Linked DNA regions of Zea mays: region 2 is linked to region 1. The links are chromatin contacts, called in public Hi-C maps. All regions are on one chromosome and are shown on one strand. The core of a region is the stretch at or near the end of the contact, and the rest is flanking DNA. Distances in the headings are between cores, read along the strand shown.

The links. A called contact is a pair of places that touch in the nucleus more often than the background predicts.
Region 2: a Hi-C map of tassel shows a contact between it and region 1, with 4 times the contacts expected there. The contact joins the promoter of LOC100273119 here to the promoter of LOC103637381 in region 1. A contact is called at or near these places in 5 of 25 Hi-C or Micro-C datasets (bundle sheath, endosperm, leaf and 2 more).

What each region holds. Positions count from the first base shown.
Region 1 is chr8:150,299,623-150,307,006 of Zm-B73-REFERENCE-NAM-5.0, reverse strand. It overlaps LOC103637381 (proline-rich receptor-like protein kinase PERK12), which reads left to right and starts at 3,034. Exons shown (of 7, transcript XM_008659588.4): 1 at 3,034-4,626; 2 at 4,716-4,802; 3 at 4,884-4,954; 4 at 5,071-5,147; 5 at 5,244-5,391; 6 at 5,469-5,630; 7 at 5,755-6,447. The coding sequence starts at 3,351. The coding sequence ends at 5,985. LOC103636117 (fructose-bisphosphate aldolase-lysine N-methyltransferase, chloroplastic) reads right to left here. Exons shown (of 13, transcript XR_002264166.2): 10 at 7,258-7,359; 11 at 7,002-7,170; 12 at 6,747-6,916; 13 at 6,400-6,641.
Region 2 is chr8:150,431,815-150,439,198 of Zm-B73-REFERENCE-NAM-5.0, reverse strand. It overlaps LOC100273119, which reads left to right and starts at 4,551. Exons shown (of 8, transcript NM_001365731.1): 1 at 4,551-4,827; 2 at 4,921-5,023; 3 at 5,779-5,876; 4 at 5,953-6,083; 5 at 6,163-6,271; 6 at 6,876-7,067; 7 at 7,192-7,328. The coding sequence starts at 4,645. LOC100381637 (putative protein kinase superfamily protein) reads right to left here and starts at 1,912. Exons shown (of 6, transcript NM_001174452.1): 1 at 1,505-1,912; 2 at 57-178. The coding sequence starts at 1,814.

The DNA.
Region 1 (7,384 bases), core at 1,785-4,284:
ATATATATATATATATATATATATATATATTGTATATTAAGAGCCCTGGGCTTCCTTTAGTTATTGGAAGCCCAGGCCAGACAGTGCAATCCGGTCGAGCCGGACCAGGTCCAGACGTCTATAAAAGAAAATCCGTAGTGCTAGGGGTCAGTTTTTACGCCCCATCTCGATTCATTAGTGACGGTTGCCAGGCCGGCGGTGGCGGCGGTTCCCAGGCCGACGGTGGCGGCCCCCGATCCAGAGGGCGAGCGGCGGCGGCAGCGCCCTTATGCGGTGGCGGCGGTTTCCAGGCGGGCGGTGGCGGCCCCCGATCCAGAGGGCGAGCGGCGGCAGCGCCCTTGTGCGGTGGCGGCGATTCCCAGGCCGGTGGCCGCAACTCCATTACCTCGACGCGCGGTGGCGGAGGTTCCTTGATCCGCAGTGAGGCCCTTGTGCAGGCAAGCGGCGGCGTCCCCGAAGCCCCGAGGAGGCGGCACTTCCAAGGCCGGCGAGCAAGCGACGCCCGTCGACATGCGAGTAGCGACGGCGACGCATGAGGCGCGATGTTCGAGCGAGCGACGTCACGGAAGGGGCGAGATGCGCGCAGCGATGATCGCACGTGACATCCTCTGATCCGGCGCATTTTTCTTTTCGTTTATTGTGTTTTATGCCTACCACATGTATTATTTACGCTAAAAACTGTATGTTTTTATGCTTTAACACAGAGTTCGTATATCAGTTTACTGCATGCACATTTGAAAGACAATTTCTTGATTTATGCTGTTCTTAATTTGCGCGCATGCAATGGAAATTCCCACGATTTTGCCATAATTTTTGGATTTGTATAAAAATAGAAACGCATGCATGCGGCTGCCATGTTTTTCGGATCTGTCATAAAAATAGGATCGTAATAACAACCTACTAAAGCTATCAACCTCTAATTGACTCGGTATTTACGCTTATAATTGAGGGATTTTATGCTCAAAACTTAAGGTTTTTACGCTCCACCCGGAGATGCGTCCACCAGTGAACAACATGCCAGATTTTTTACGCAGTGTAAGGAATTGCATAAATACCTACACCGTGTAGTATAATTTGTTTCAGTATACATCATAAACTAGTTCTAATGCGTTTAGTTGCATGGCTGTTGGAGAGATCCTATATTTATGAAGGAAATAAAACATTAAATGTGATTTTTTGTTTCTATGCATGCAATTCATTTCCTTTCATTGCATATTCTTTCCATCATAAATTCGTGTGCATGCAGCCTGTAGCAGATTTTTACGCAGTATACCGAATTGCATAATTATCTACACAGTGTAGCATATTTAGTATCAGTATATAGCATAAAATGGTCATTACGAGTTTTAGTTGCATGTCTGTTTCAGCGATCCTAAATTTACGGAGGAAATAAAGCATTTAAAATAGAAACCGCCACACATATCTTTCCTAAATTTACGCGCATGCAAGGGAACGTGATTGACTCATGCATGCATTTTGTCATAATTTTAGGATCTGTATAATCGCATGCATGTGACTGCCATGTTTTTCGGATCTGCCATAAAAATAGGATCGTAATAACAACCTACTAGAGCTATCAACCTCTCACATTGGCTCGGTATATACGCTTATAATTGAGGGATTTTATGCTCAAAACTTAAGGTTATTACGCTCCAACCCGGATGTGCGTCCACCAGTTAACAACATGCCATATTTTTTACGCAGTGTAACGAATTGCATAAATACCTACACCATGTAGTATAATTTGTATCAGTATATATCATAAACTAGATTTAATGTGTTTTAGCTGCATGGCTGTTGGAGGGATCTTATATTTATGAAGGAAATAAAATATTAAATACGATTTTTTGTTTCTATGCGTGTAATTCATTTCCTTTCATTGCACATTATTTTTATCATAAATTCGTGTGCATGCAGCTGGTAACAGATTTTTACGCAGTATATCGAATTGCATAATTATTAACACAATGTAGCATATTTAGTCTCAGTATATATCATAAAATGGTCCTTACGCGTCTAGCTGCATGGCTGTTGCAGCGATCCTAAATTTATGGAGGAAATAAAGGATTTTAAAAACAGAAACTGCCGCACATATCTTTCCTAAATTTATGCGCATGCATTGGATCGTGTTTGACTCATGCATGCATTCCTTTTTTTGCGCTAACAGACGTGGGGCAGGTGGCGCACCCGACAGCCTGTTTGGGCGCGCTGGTTGAACCAGTTTACAGGGGTGGTCGGCCTGGGCTTCCTTTAACTATTGGAAGCCCAGGGCTCCCGTTATACCTACCCTTATATATATATATATATATATATATATATATATATATATATATATATATATATATATATATATATATATATATATATATATATATATATAGTCATTACATATAATAGGTTGGTTATTTTATTAGCTAAAAGAATGTTGAGCAATTATTGCTAGAGCTATATTCCTGCTCTTATTCTCTTATAACATGTTTTGGAATCTACGCTACAGTCTATATATAGCCGGCTGATAATTAAGAACCCGTTCCTTCTCTTTCTTCTATCATCTTTCTTTCGACTCTCTAAGGAAGAAGGACAAACATGGTATCTATAAAAGATACTCCCTCCGTTTCTTTTTATTTGTCGCTTGATAGTGCAAAATTGCACTATCCAGCGACAAATAAAAAAAACGGAGGGAGTAATATCCAAATACATGACAAAAACCATTTGTTTAAAAAATAAAAGGTCTTATAATTTAAAATATAGGTACTAATCATTTGCATATTGCAATATGATAAAGTTCATCCTCAGAACATATGCATCGCCTGCACTGCACATAGCTAAATTTAGCATGCGTATAAAATCTTTCAGAGAGGTGAACATGGCCAAGTGACGTGTCAGTCACTGCCCCCCCGCGTTGTCTTCCTCGGGAGTTCAAACACATTCAAGTTAGCGCCGGTTTTCCTCCTGCGGCCACCCAGATTTCTCGATGCTCCCTGCATGTTCTCTGTTCCACCACCTCTACCCATCCAAGAAAAGCAAGGCAAGGAAAAACAGCGGGGAAAAAAATTACGGAGGAAAACCGAAAAGGGCACGAGCACATTACGCCGCGGCCGTGTTGTCGCCAAGGCGAGGCGCATTCCGTGTCTCCACGCTGCCTAGCTCGATCGGACCTGCCGGCGGACGGACGGACGGACGTTTACCCATGCCCATGTCTATGTGAGAGGCCCGGCCGCCGCTGCCCCCGTCTCCCCTGCCGATGCGCGTTTGAGATGCCATTATTCCGGCTCGGCTCCTAACCACTCTCCCCGGAACGACGACGATACCGCCGACCGCGCGGCGGCCCTGTGACGCCGCGCGCCCTCATGGCGTCAACCGAGCAACTGGCGTCGTCCCCCGCGGGAGGGCCGCCAGGGCCGAAGGCACGGGCAGCACCGCCTCCGGAATCATCGTCGTCGCCGCCACCCCCGCCGAAGGCTTCCTCGTCGTCTCCTCCGCCGCCGACACCGCCGCCGCCACCGTCGAAGCAGTCGTCCCCGCCTCCCCCGGCCCACAACAGCACGACGTCGCCGAACACACCAGCGACCCCGCCAGAGAAGTCTCCGGCGGCTTCCCCTCCTCCTCCGGCCTCGCCGCCGCCACCAAGCCGGTCCTCTCCTCCTCCTTCGCCGTCTTCGCCGCCCCCGTCGCCACCTCCGCAGTCTTCGCCGCCGCCGCCCGCGGCGTCGACGTCGCAGCAGTCGCCTCCGGCACCGGAACCGACCAAGCCACCGACACCCCCGTCGTCGGAGAAGCCCGGAGCAGCCGCCGGGACGACGGCCTCGTCACCTCCCCCAAATGCGGGACAACCGCCACCGCGCGAGACACCGTCGACGCCACCGGACACCGCCGGTCACCAGCCACCTCCGCCGGCGCCCACGCAAATGCTGCCTCCTCCGATGGCGCTGACGGTGATCATGCCGGGCGGCGTCTCTGGCGGCCCACCTGCAGGCGGCATGTGGAGGTCCCCGCCTGGGCCCCCCGCGGGTGGGGGTGGGTCGGGCAGCAACAGCAACATGAAGAACGAGGCGGTGGTCATCGGGATCTCCGTTGCCGGGCTGGTCCTGGCACTGGCGTCGCTGCTGATAATCGCGTGCGCAACCGGCAAGCAGGGCAACCGGGGGAGGAAGCGGGAGCGGCACGCGTCGCGCAGGCACAGCATCGTGGTGCCGGAACGTCAGTGTGGCGCAGCCGCGGGCGTGGTGTCGGCGGACGTGTACCAGCCGTCGAACGGGCCGGCGCCGTCGCCGTCGCCGAGCGGGACGTCGAGCTCGTACGACCTGTCGGGGGCCAACAAGTCGTGGTTCACGTACGACGAGCTGGCGGGCATCACGGGCGGGTTCTCGGCGGCGAACGTGATCGGCGAGGGCGGGTTCGGGAAGGTGTACATGGGCGCGCTGGGCGACGGGCGGCGCGTGGCGGTGAAGCAGCTCAAGCTGGGCAGCGGGCAGGGGGAGAAGGAGTTCCGCGCCGAGGTGGACATCATCAGCCGCATCCACCACCGCCACCTCGTCACGCTCGTCGGCTACTGCGTCACCGAGAACCACCGACTCCTCGTCTACGAGTTCGTGGCCAACAAGACGCTGGAGCATCACCTGCACGGTGAGTTCTTTTCTTGGCGCGCGCATGCGTATGCTATGCATGGATGTTGGATATGATATGATATGTTGTTGATCTTGATCCGCGCGCAGGAAAAGGGCTGCCCGTGATGGATTGGCCGAAGCGGATGAGGATTGCGATCGGAGCGGCGCGTGGGCTGACGTACCTCCACGAAGACTGTAAGTGAGGACAGGACGATGCTTGTGTAGTTGTGTGCTTGTCTGTCCGTACTGGATCACTAGCTTGTCTCTTACCTGCAGGCCATCCTAGGATCATACACAGGGACATCAAGTCGGCCAACATACTCCTGGACGACGCCTTCGAGGCCAAGGTCAACTACTCTGCAGCACAGAAACACGCGCGGTGCACCATAGAGTAGTATATCCAAACGCTTACTGTATAATTATTATGTGCTTACTGGTGGCGATTTAATCTGGGGAGGAACAGGTTGCAGATTTCGGCCTCGCTAAACTGACAAACGACTCGCTGACTCATATCTCCACGCGCGTAATGGGCACGTTCGGGTACGTAATTAAGCTAGCAGCGCGTTGTCTGCGTAATTAAGCTAGCAGCGCGTTCTTTATACCAGTAACATTCTATTTCTATTGCTCTCCACACAGGTACATGGCACCCGAGTACGCACAGAGCGGGAAGCTGACGGACAGGTCCGACGTGTTCTCGTTCGGGGTGGTGCTCCTGGAGCTCATCACCGGGCGGAAGCCCGTAGACGCATCTCAGCCACTGGGAGAAGAGAGCCTGGTTGAATGGGTACGTACGCGTGTGGCGATCCTCCTTCGAATTCTACCACCGATCGCATGTCGCCATGACTGCTGCTGATCACGTAGGCTCGGCTTCTCCTCGTGGACGCCTTGGAGACGGACGACTTCCGAGAGGTCGCCGACCCCGCGCTGGAGTGCAGGTTCTCCAAGACCGAGATGCGGAGGATGGTGGAGGCGGCCGCCGCGTGCGTGCGCCACTCCGCCGCCAAGAGACCGAGGATGGTGCAGGTAAGTAACGACGCGACCACACGTTACTCTGAAGTCGATCATCGCTAGCTTAATTATTGTCGCTGCTGCTGTCTCTCCTCTATATGTATGTATGTATGTATGTATCGATCGATCGGGAATCAAGGTGTGGCGGTCGCTGGACGTGGACGAGTGCTCGTCGGACCTGACCAACGGCGTCAAGCTGGGGCAGAGCATGGCGTACGACTCGACCCGCTACTCGGCGGACATCGAGCTGTTCCGGCGAATGGCGTTCGCCAACGACCTCTCCACCGCCGAGCTGGGCGTCGTGGACGAGGACGACCACCGGTACCACAACAGCAGCAAAGCCAGCTCCAGCTCCAGGCGGTACAAGTAATCGAAACGACACGCGTGCGTGCGTGAACCACAAACACGTGATCCAGTCCAGGCGGCAGGTCGATCGAATCGCGCAAAGGACCGCACGCCAGCCGCCACTACATACGCGGCGCGCGGCTGCACGGGGGACGGTATACGTAGTAGCGGAGAATCGCAGAGGAGAAGCTAGCTGACGACGTGAGGCACAGCACAGCAGCAGGCGGCAATAATCTTCGTTTGAGCTAGCTAGCACGGTATCTGTACGTACGCTGCTATTCACTGCGTGCTGTTTGCTTTTGTGTGTACAGCCGTGCAATTCTTGTCGCCTATAACAAAAGAAAACCGCTTGGCATACGGTACAACCACGTCCATCTGGTTATTAGACGCTCTCCAACGGTCCACTCAAGCCTCCCCCTCCCCTCGCGAGAGTGCATCATCTCCGAAACGCCTACCATTATATATATGTGTTACTGAACTGTATATGGTATTACATACCATTTTTTATGTCTTAGAATACCCGAGGTTCAAATCCTAAGTCCGCCACTACTTTGGTGCATTGCAACTAATAACTACAACATGGCCACATCCCGTTGGAGACCATTACCATATCCCGCTGAAGACCACTGATACCCTTATAACTTGGAACATCAAGAGATGTGATTTCCTGGAACACGCAAGCTGTAACCATAAGCAGCGTTCGTATCAATGAACAATACATTTGTATTACGTATCGCGCTTTTTGGCATGAAACAATGTAACACAACTTCGGTCAGCCTCATTTACCTTCTAGCAAGCAATTGCGTTTACGTAATCTCTAAAGAAAACAAGGAGCAAATTCTTTCAAATATTATATCCACCTTGCAGCATATATGGTCTTCAAAAAGATATGCACATTGATCAAATTGTGACATTCTTAATGATATGACCATTTGGGAAAGAAAACAACATGCAACCTGCAAATAAGAATGACCAAATTACATGCTACAGTATTATAATTGACAAACTGGAAAAAAAAATGTAGAACATCGCCAGTGGTACCTCATTTCATTTCAGGGGCATATTGAGCAGGGCAAGGTGATACTGTGTGGTCTGGCAAGTCAGTTATAAACTCATTTGTGGCCTGGAGACAGGCATGGAGCATCTTCTTCTCCAACCTCACAAGCCTAGTAGCAACTTCCTGCTTTGGTTCCAAACTGCCATCTGCCAACTGACAATGACCAAAACCAATGCCATAACATTCAGCAAGTTTATAGAGTGACCAAGAAACAACTCGTAAAAAATCACAGCTCATTACCATAGCTTCATCTTCATTCAATGTTGTTGGATAACCAGCCAACCGAGATTCCAGGTAACCACCAAGCTGATCAAGTACAGCTCGCTCTGTACATGGACTAACCTATGGAAGTACAGCAGATGTAAGC
Region 2 (7,384 bases), core at 3,302-5,801, 130 kb before region 1:
ACTTAACCTAAGAAATTAGAGAGGAAGGGAGGGGGGCTTCTTCGGACAACAATTACCTTAGTAACGTTCGGATGTTCAAGCTTATGCCAGACAACAACTTCTTGTGCAAAAGCTGCTCGCAGTGCAGCAATTTCTTGTTCTGATCTATGACCATCCTCACCCCAGTCAAGCAATTTTACTAGAAGATGGTAACATTTGACAATCAGTGTCGAAAAATGGAAATTACGATGGTAAAAATAAAGTTTATCATGTTGAACGTGCACTTTACTCCATATCTGTAATAAATTATAACAAAGCACATTCCAAAACTCAAAAGTGTACGTTAGTGTGATGGGGACCAAAGATAGCACATTCTTGACGAATACTTTGTTGTGCATGTCAAACAACAATCTGTAAAGGTTCAACCTTATAATCCTATTAAGCATGGTGTCTAAAATGGAACAGTGAGACACCTATTGAGGGTCTAGCATGATCATCAAACACACAGGGAAGTAAAGTATGACAGCTGAGAGGCACTTTATAGAGGACAATGAGGAAACTGGTTATCACCACACAGCCAAAGTAGCGAATAATTGCAAAGCAAGCCAATCAACAAAGTCAGTGAACTTATGAATGCATAATACACATTTGATATAGCATTCTAATAGCACTTAAAGAATATAAATGAATCGAATTAGATGGTGAACAAACATATTGAGAGGGCAGCATGCAAGTTCTGGACATACAAATTGCATCTGCTTTTTCACGAGTCATGTGATTTGCTTTAGCGGGGCAATCCCAAAATGTTAATTTAAATTTCTGGCTGCAAACTTCAGTGTATTTATTATCCTTTTTGAAACATTGACCTGGTACAGATGCTTTCCAATTTCCCTGGTCCCATGAAAAGTGCAACACTTCCACCTGAAAAATCAGCAGCTTTGTCCTGTAGCCTCCTGACTTCTAGGGCCTCATCATAAGCTGAACACATGGATCATGCCTATGAAAAACTTTAACTGTTGGTTGGCTCGGATCACATGCGGGGGTTACACACCAAAAAGCTATAAGCGGACTTATCTAACAGAAGTCACGGAATACACCAAGGGACCGAGAAAAGCAGAGGTACCAACTTTAGCAATTTGCTGACAAGGAAAAGCACAGATGACATGACACGACAGGAGAAAAGCCAAAACAACTCGCCAAACCATCTAGAACAACCACCTATAGCAAATGACATTGCTATCTAACGATCAATTCTGCTCACCACTCTAAGCAGGGAACTGAAAATGAGGCATGCATCAAAGTTTCCTAAGGACTTGCGTAGGAATCGATCAGACATGGAACCAAATTTCTAGCGCATTGAAGGAGAAGATAGAGATAACTAGCGTGGCTATTTCGTCGAACAGTTCATGGACAATGAAAATTGGCTCATCATGGCGAAATTTCATTTTGCGCATGGCTATTGCACATTTGCACGCATAAGCGTTAGCTGTGTAAAAAGTAAGTAGTGTGAATGCTGGGGCGATACCAGCGACGTCCTGGCCGTCGTAGACGCCGCGGTGGACGGTGCCAAAGGTGCCGCGCGCGATGACGCCCTTGATAACGAGCTTGGTGGGGTCGATCTCCCAGTCTTCACGGCACCGCCGCAGCGGCGTCAGCTCCTCCGGGCCCAGCCTCGCGGACTCGCCGCCGCGGCTCCCCGTCCCGGAGGGTAGGCCGACTCCCCGCTCCGCCCGGCGTCCGAGGTGGCGCTCGAGCTGCTCGTCCAGGCTCTTGAGGTCGATCTGGTCCGCGCGCACGAACCCAGCGTCGCCGCCCGCGCTGGTGGGCTGCCTCATGCTTGCAGTAGTTGGTGGAGCCGGGAACGCCGGGGAGGTGAGCGGCGGTGGCAGTGTCAGTGGATGCTGTGGGCTTGAGCTGGGTGGAAGGCCTCACGTGGTTTGGCTGCCGCAGTGGGTGGGTGACGGCGGCTACTGGGGAAGAGGAAGAGGTGGCGAGGCGAAGGTGGTTCGAGTTCGTGCGGGAGCTTCCATTCCATGTGAGCGCATGGGACAGCGGGTTGCCGAAGTATACACGGGACGGGTGCGGAAGGCAAGTGACCCAGGGGCCAGGGCTCGTCACTCGTGTTGCGGTTGCGGGCTCCACCAGGTAGCGACGAAAACAGATGAAAACACCCTTTTTCTACTTCTGTTTTTAACGGAAACAGAATCGGAATGACCGCGAAGTTGGACGGGAGCAGAATAAACGGACCCACAGAAATCGAAAATTACGAACAGCGGGAAAACGTAGTAATAGAAAAAAAATAATATGGATCATCATGTTTTAATTTACACGTAGAATTTTGCACGAGTGGAGGTTTAAATCTTAATTGTTGATTCCACGCCTACATGTATCTAACTAATATGATACATTTTTGTATTTTATTAAAATATAGTCTATCAATGGGACATAATTGCGTGATTGGTTGCCTGGCTACCACACCCAGGTATAGATGGCCAGTCGTGCCGGGCTAAACGGGCCGGCCCGGAGCACGGCACGGCCCGTAGTGCCTGGGCACGGCACGGCACGGCTGATGTCGGGCCCGTGCCGGCACGGCCCGATAGGTAGTGCCGTGCCTGGGCCGAGCATCAGGCACGTTGGGCCGGCACGGGCACGGCACGATTAGCCCCTAGGCACGGTTAGGCACGATTATGCATTATTAGATCCAAACACGACTAGTTAGCTGTGTGTTGTAATCTTTTTTCTTATCTAGGGTTCTCTCATAAGGGTGAGTTTTTACCTAAATAGGTTTTTAATGAGTCACCCATTGCACTAAACAGTTCAATATTAGCTATTTTAGTATGTTTTAACTGTGTTTGTGAAAATTTGACTAAAATTTTGTGGTGTAGTGCTAAACGGGCTATATGGGCTAAACGGGCCGGCACGGCACGGCTAAGCAGGCTTAGTGCCGTGCTTGGGCCTGGCCTCAGGCACTAGTGCCGTGCCGGCACGGCACGGCTATTAAACGAGCCAAACGGGCCGTGCCCTAACCGTGCCGTGCCTGGCCGTACCCGGGCCGGGCCGTGCCGTGCCGCCCATTTGGCCATCTCTACACCCAGGTCAGCCTTGTGTATTGACCACACACGTATAGGTGATTGGTTCTATGTACCGTATGGATGACCGTTTAGACCATTTACACGTCATTTAAACGCTACTCAGTAGCTAACTGTGTTGGTCGTTTATGCCGTTTAATCCGTTTAATCTCATATAATATGTTTTTTAGTCCGTTTAAACACACGTATAGTTCGATTAAACGCTAAACAGAGGATGACCGACTATTTACCGTTTAGCGTTTAGGTTAAAATTGATACTACCTCTGTCAACAACACACAAGAATAATCTAACAACCTGTATGACCGTGCAACTGACAATACATCATCCATGTGCCACAACTACATGTACCAAGTTTATGTGCATACTACAAGTCTACGAATCCAAGTTATCCGTTGTAGACTTACAGGTTATAACTAAGGACATATTTGGATTCACGATACTAAAGTTTAGCAGTATGCTTTAGTAGACTTTAGCACATGTGGATCCAAACACAAGTGCTAAAAGGTGCTAAAAGATATTAAAAGTGAAGTGCTAAAGTTTAGCACCTACTAGCAATTTAGCTATCTAAGGGGGTGTTAAAGTTTAGCACGTGAGATCCAAACATGCCTTAAATGTACCCCCTCCGTCTATATTAAAATGGCTGATGATGAATCTAGAAACATATATAAAAATATACATATTGTATTGTATGAATCCATTAATTATATAAAATGAATTTTAATTTAGGAAAGAGGGGTATATATTTCTTTAATTGATACATATGCACATGCACACCGTTTGTACTTATGAATACACAATAAAAATAGTGATAATTGATAAATTATAACTCAAATCCAAAACAATACAAATGATGAGGTTATATTATTTACTTAATGACACATTTTTTCAGTTCACCACAGGTCCACAACCATAAATTGTACTTTGCAGTTTGCACTTTTCATAGTTCATTATCATCCTTCATGTTGTTTGGGATCATTTTCTTCATCCTACAAGTTAATAATAGACATCCCAACTAAACTTTTGTCAACTACGCTAAATATTGTTCGTTGCGGCTTTAATCTAGCTGCGGCTACGTTGTCTATGTGGATTGTAGTTGCAGCAGTTCAAACAGATACAACATCTACGGTTGTAGAGCAGCCAAACAATATCAAATGGACATTGCTTTAAAGTGGGCCAGTCATGTATTTATTCAATTCATTTGTCTTGTGCCAGTCTCACTATCATTATCGAAGTTCTTAAGTTCATTTTCTTGATTTTCAACATCTTAGCTACTCTGCAGAGCACGGCTGGCATGCGGCGCGCAAATACAAGAAGAAAATAAATGAAATGATATTGTTATTAAATGAAAGATGTTCTGAGTTTTATTTTTACGAAGCAAATGATTTGAACTGTGAAACGTGTTGTTTGGAGGAATTGGGACTTTCGTTCGCGTATACTATGTGCATTCGGCATTCCCCTCTTCCCGTGGAACAACCCAGAAAGAAAACTAGCCCAGCCCATGTATATCCACCGGCACTCGGCACGAAGTCCATAGCCAGCGAAACTCCCGAAACCGTACCAACCAGACAATTCACCATGGCGGCGCCGGCGCAGGCGCAGGCGCAGGTCCTGCCTCTCCTCCGGTGGAGCCGGAGCGCCTCCTTCCTCTGCGCCTCGTCGCGCCGCCTCTTCTCCGCCCTCCAACGCCCCTCTGCCGCTGCTCGCTGCGAGGCCGGCTCCAAGGCCATGCTCAAGGGGATGGACTACTCGGAACTCGAGGTAAGGGCTTGGCTCAAGACATGTTGGGTTTTAGGTAGTTCGTTGGTTGTGTCGTACGCGCGTGTGAGATGATTTAGTGCGGGTTTCTTTCAGAATTGGGTGCAGGCGCAGGGGTTTCGGCCAGGCCAGGCCATGATGCTGTGGAAATGCCTGTACGGGAACAACGTTTGGGCTCATTGCTACGACGAGTTGGCTGGTAAATTTTCACTGTGTCAAGTAGAATCCATCTATTTAGCATTAGTATATGCTATAACTAATCCCTGTGTTTCAAATTACAGTTCAGTTTAGGGGGTGTTTGGATACCTGGACTAAAGTTTAGACCGGGTTTTGGATGCCAATTAGTAGGATCAAACATGAGCTAAGTATAAAACTAATTGCATAGCCAGTGGCTAATTCGCGAGAGAATCTGTTAAGCCTAATTAATCCATGATTAGCACATGTTTACTGTACAAAACATGGACTAATCATTGATTAATTAGGCATAATATATTTGTCTCGCGAATTAGCCATGTGTAATGCAGTTAGTTTTATAATATAATAATTAGCTTATGTTTAGTCCTTCTAATTGGCATTCAAAACCCAGACTAAACTTTAGTTCTGGGGATCCAAACACCCCCTTAGATTTGTCCTAACTCAAATGTCCCTAACTGAAAAACTATTAACGTCCACCAGTTCAAATAAATTCACTATCAAGACATATTTAATCAAAAAAATAATGAGACTAATTTCATGTTGTAGATGTTGATACATTTTTTCTCTTGTAAGAATTAGTTTTGTGGCATGTTTCTCTTACTAAGTTAACTACATTTTCTATTGTCCAATGAGTTCTATTGCTTTTCACTTTGGAGAACCTACAAATGTGCTTATGATTCTTCTCAATGTATGCCATTTGATGTGTTGCCAACATGTTAGTTAAATGGATGCCACCTATTTACCTCTAAAATCCTTCAGGTTTAAATAAGGATTTCAGGAAGATGATAACCGAGCATGCTGATCTCAAGGCATTAACTATGAAGGACATCCATATTGCATCAGATGGAACCCGTAAGGTAGTTTTCAGTGTTGCCGTTGTGTTATGAAGTGATTTACTGGATATGATTGATTTTTGAACACAGGATGTTACAGATATTGTTCTCTCTTGAAGATGGTTCAGTGATTGAAACAGTTATCATTCCTTGCGCTAGGGGCAGGACAACTATCTGTGTTTCAAGCCAAGTTGGTTGTGCCATGAACTGCCAGTTTTGTTTCACTGGAAGGTTTGTTTACTTATGTTACAAGACATTTTTCTTCTCTTGGCCATTACTGATTCATGCTTGCTTGGTTTTTTATATATAGGATGGGTTTGAGAAAACATCTCTCGACAGCTGAAATTGTCGAGCAGGCTGTGTTTGCTCGTAGGTTATTCTCAGATGAATTGGGATCAATTAACAATGTTGTATTTATGGTAAGCATTTGCTTTAAGTAACTTATGCTTTGACTGTGTACGATAGTTAACGTGGCATCTTGTTTAACTAACAGCATATGATTTGTATTCTGTTCTCATCTATGCTGTTCTTCGTAAAGTGATATCAACAAATATGTATAACTGTCTAGTGTCTACAGTCTATCTTAAAGTTCTACTTTCAAGCCAATTCATACTGCCGTGGATTCAAAGAGCACATTTTTTTAACAGTATATTGAATTTCTGATGTTTTCCTTGCACCTGCTTTGTTGCCATATTCAATTATTTGTTGCCATTTTAGAATACTGTGAGCTATATATATGGTTACATGTCTTATCAGTTGCCCTTGTTCTTATCAACAGTAATACTGAATTCTGTTTCTTGTTCAGCTGTTAGGCTTCCTGATGTTGGTTTTGGAGTACTGTGTTAACAAAAATTAAAGTCTAGTTATAGCAACATGTATACGTTGTTTAGGCATCTTTTATGCTTACTTGCTGCAGTTAGCTTTTAATAACATCTCATCGTGTAGCCTACAAGATCTAAAAAGTTATGCTGTTTTTGTTGAGTTGATGGTACACTATTTCATTATAATGTCTAATTTGTCCAGGGCATGGGTGAACCATTTCACAATATTGACAATGTAATAAAAGCCTCAGCAATAATGGTTGATGAGCAAGGTCTTCATTTTAGCCCTCGCAAGGTTACTGTCTCCACAAGTGGTCTTGTCCCTCAGTTAAAACGCTTCCTCCAGGAATCCAATTGCTCCCTGGCTGTCAGTCTTAATGCGACAACAGATGAGGTAGTGATTATTCTATTCTTTTTTTTTTTTTTTGCATTGGGCAGACCCAGCGCTGGAGGCACCCACATGAGTCAGGTCTGGGAAAGGATTGTTTCACTGTTTTGTAAACTAACTTGTTTTGCAGGTTAGGAACTGGATAATGCCCATAAACAGAAAGTACAATCTTAACTTGCTTCTTGGCACTTTAAGGGAGGAACTTAACCTCAGACAAAAACAAATAGTGCTATTTGAATATGTCATGCTTTCTGGAGTGAACGACAGGTCAGATATCTGCTTTAGTGTCTTTGCTGACTGTTTTTGTATGTTATGAATCTCTT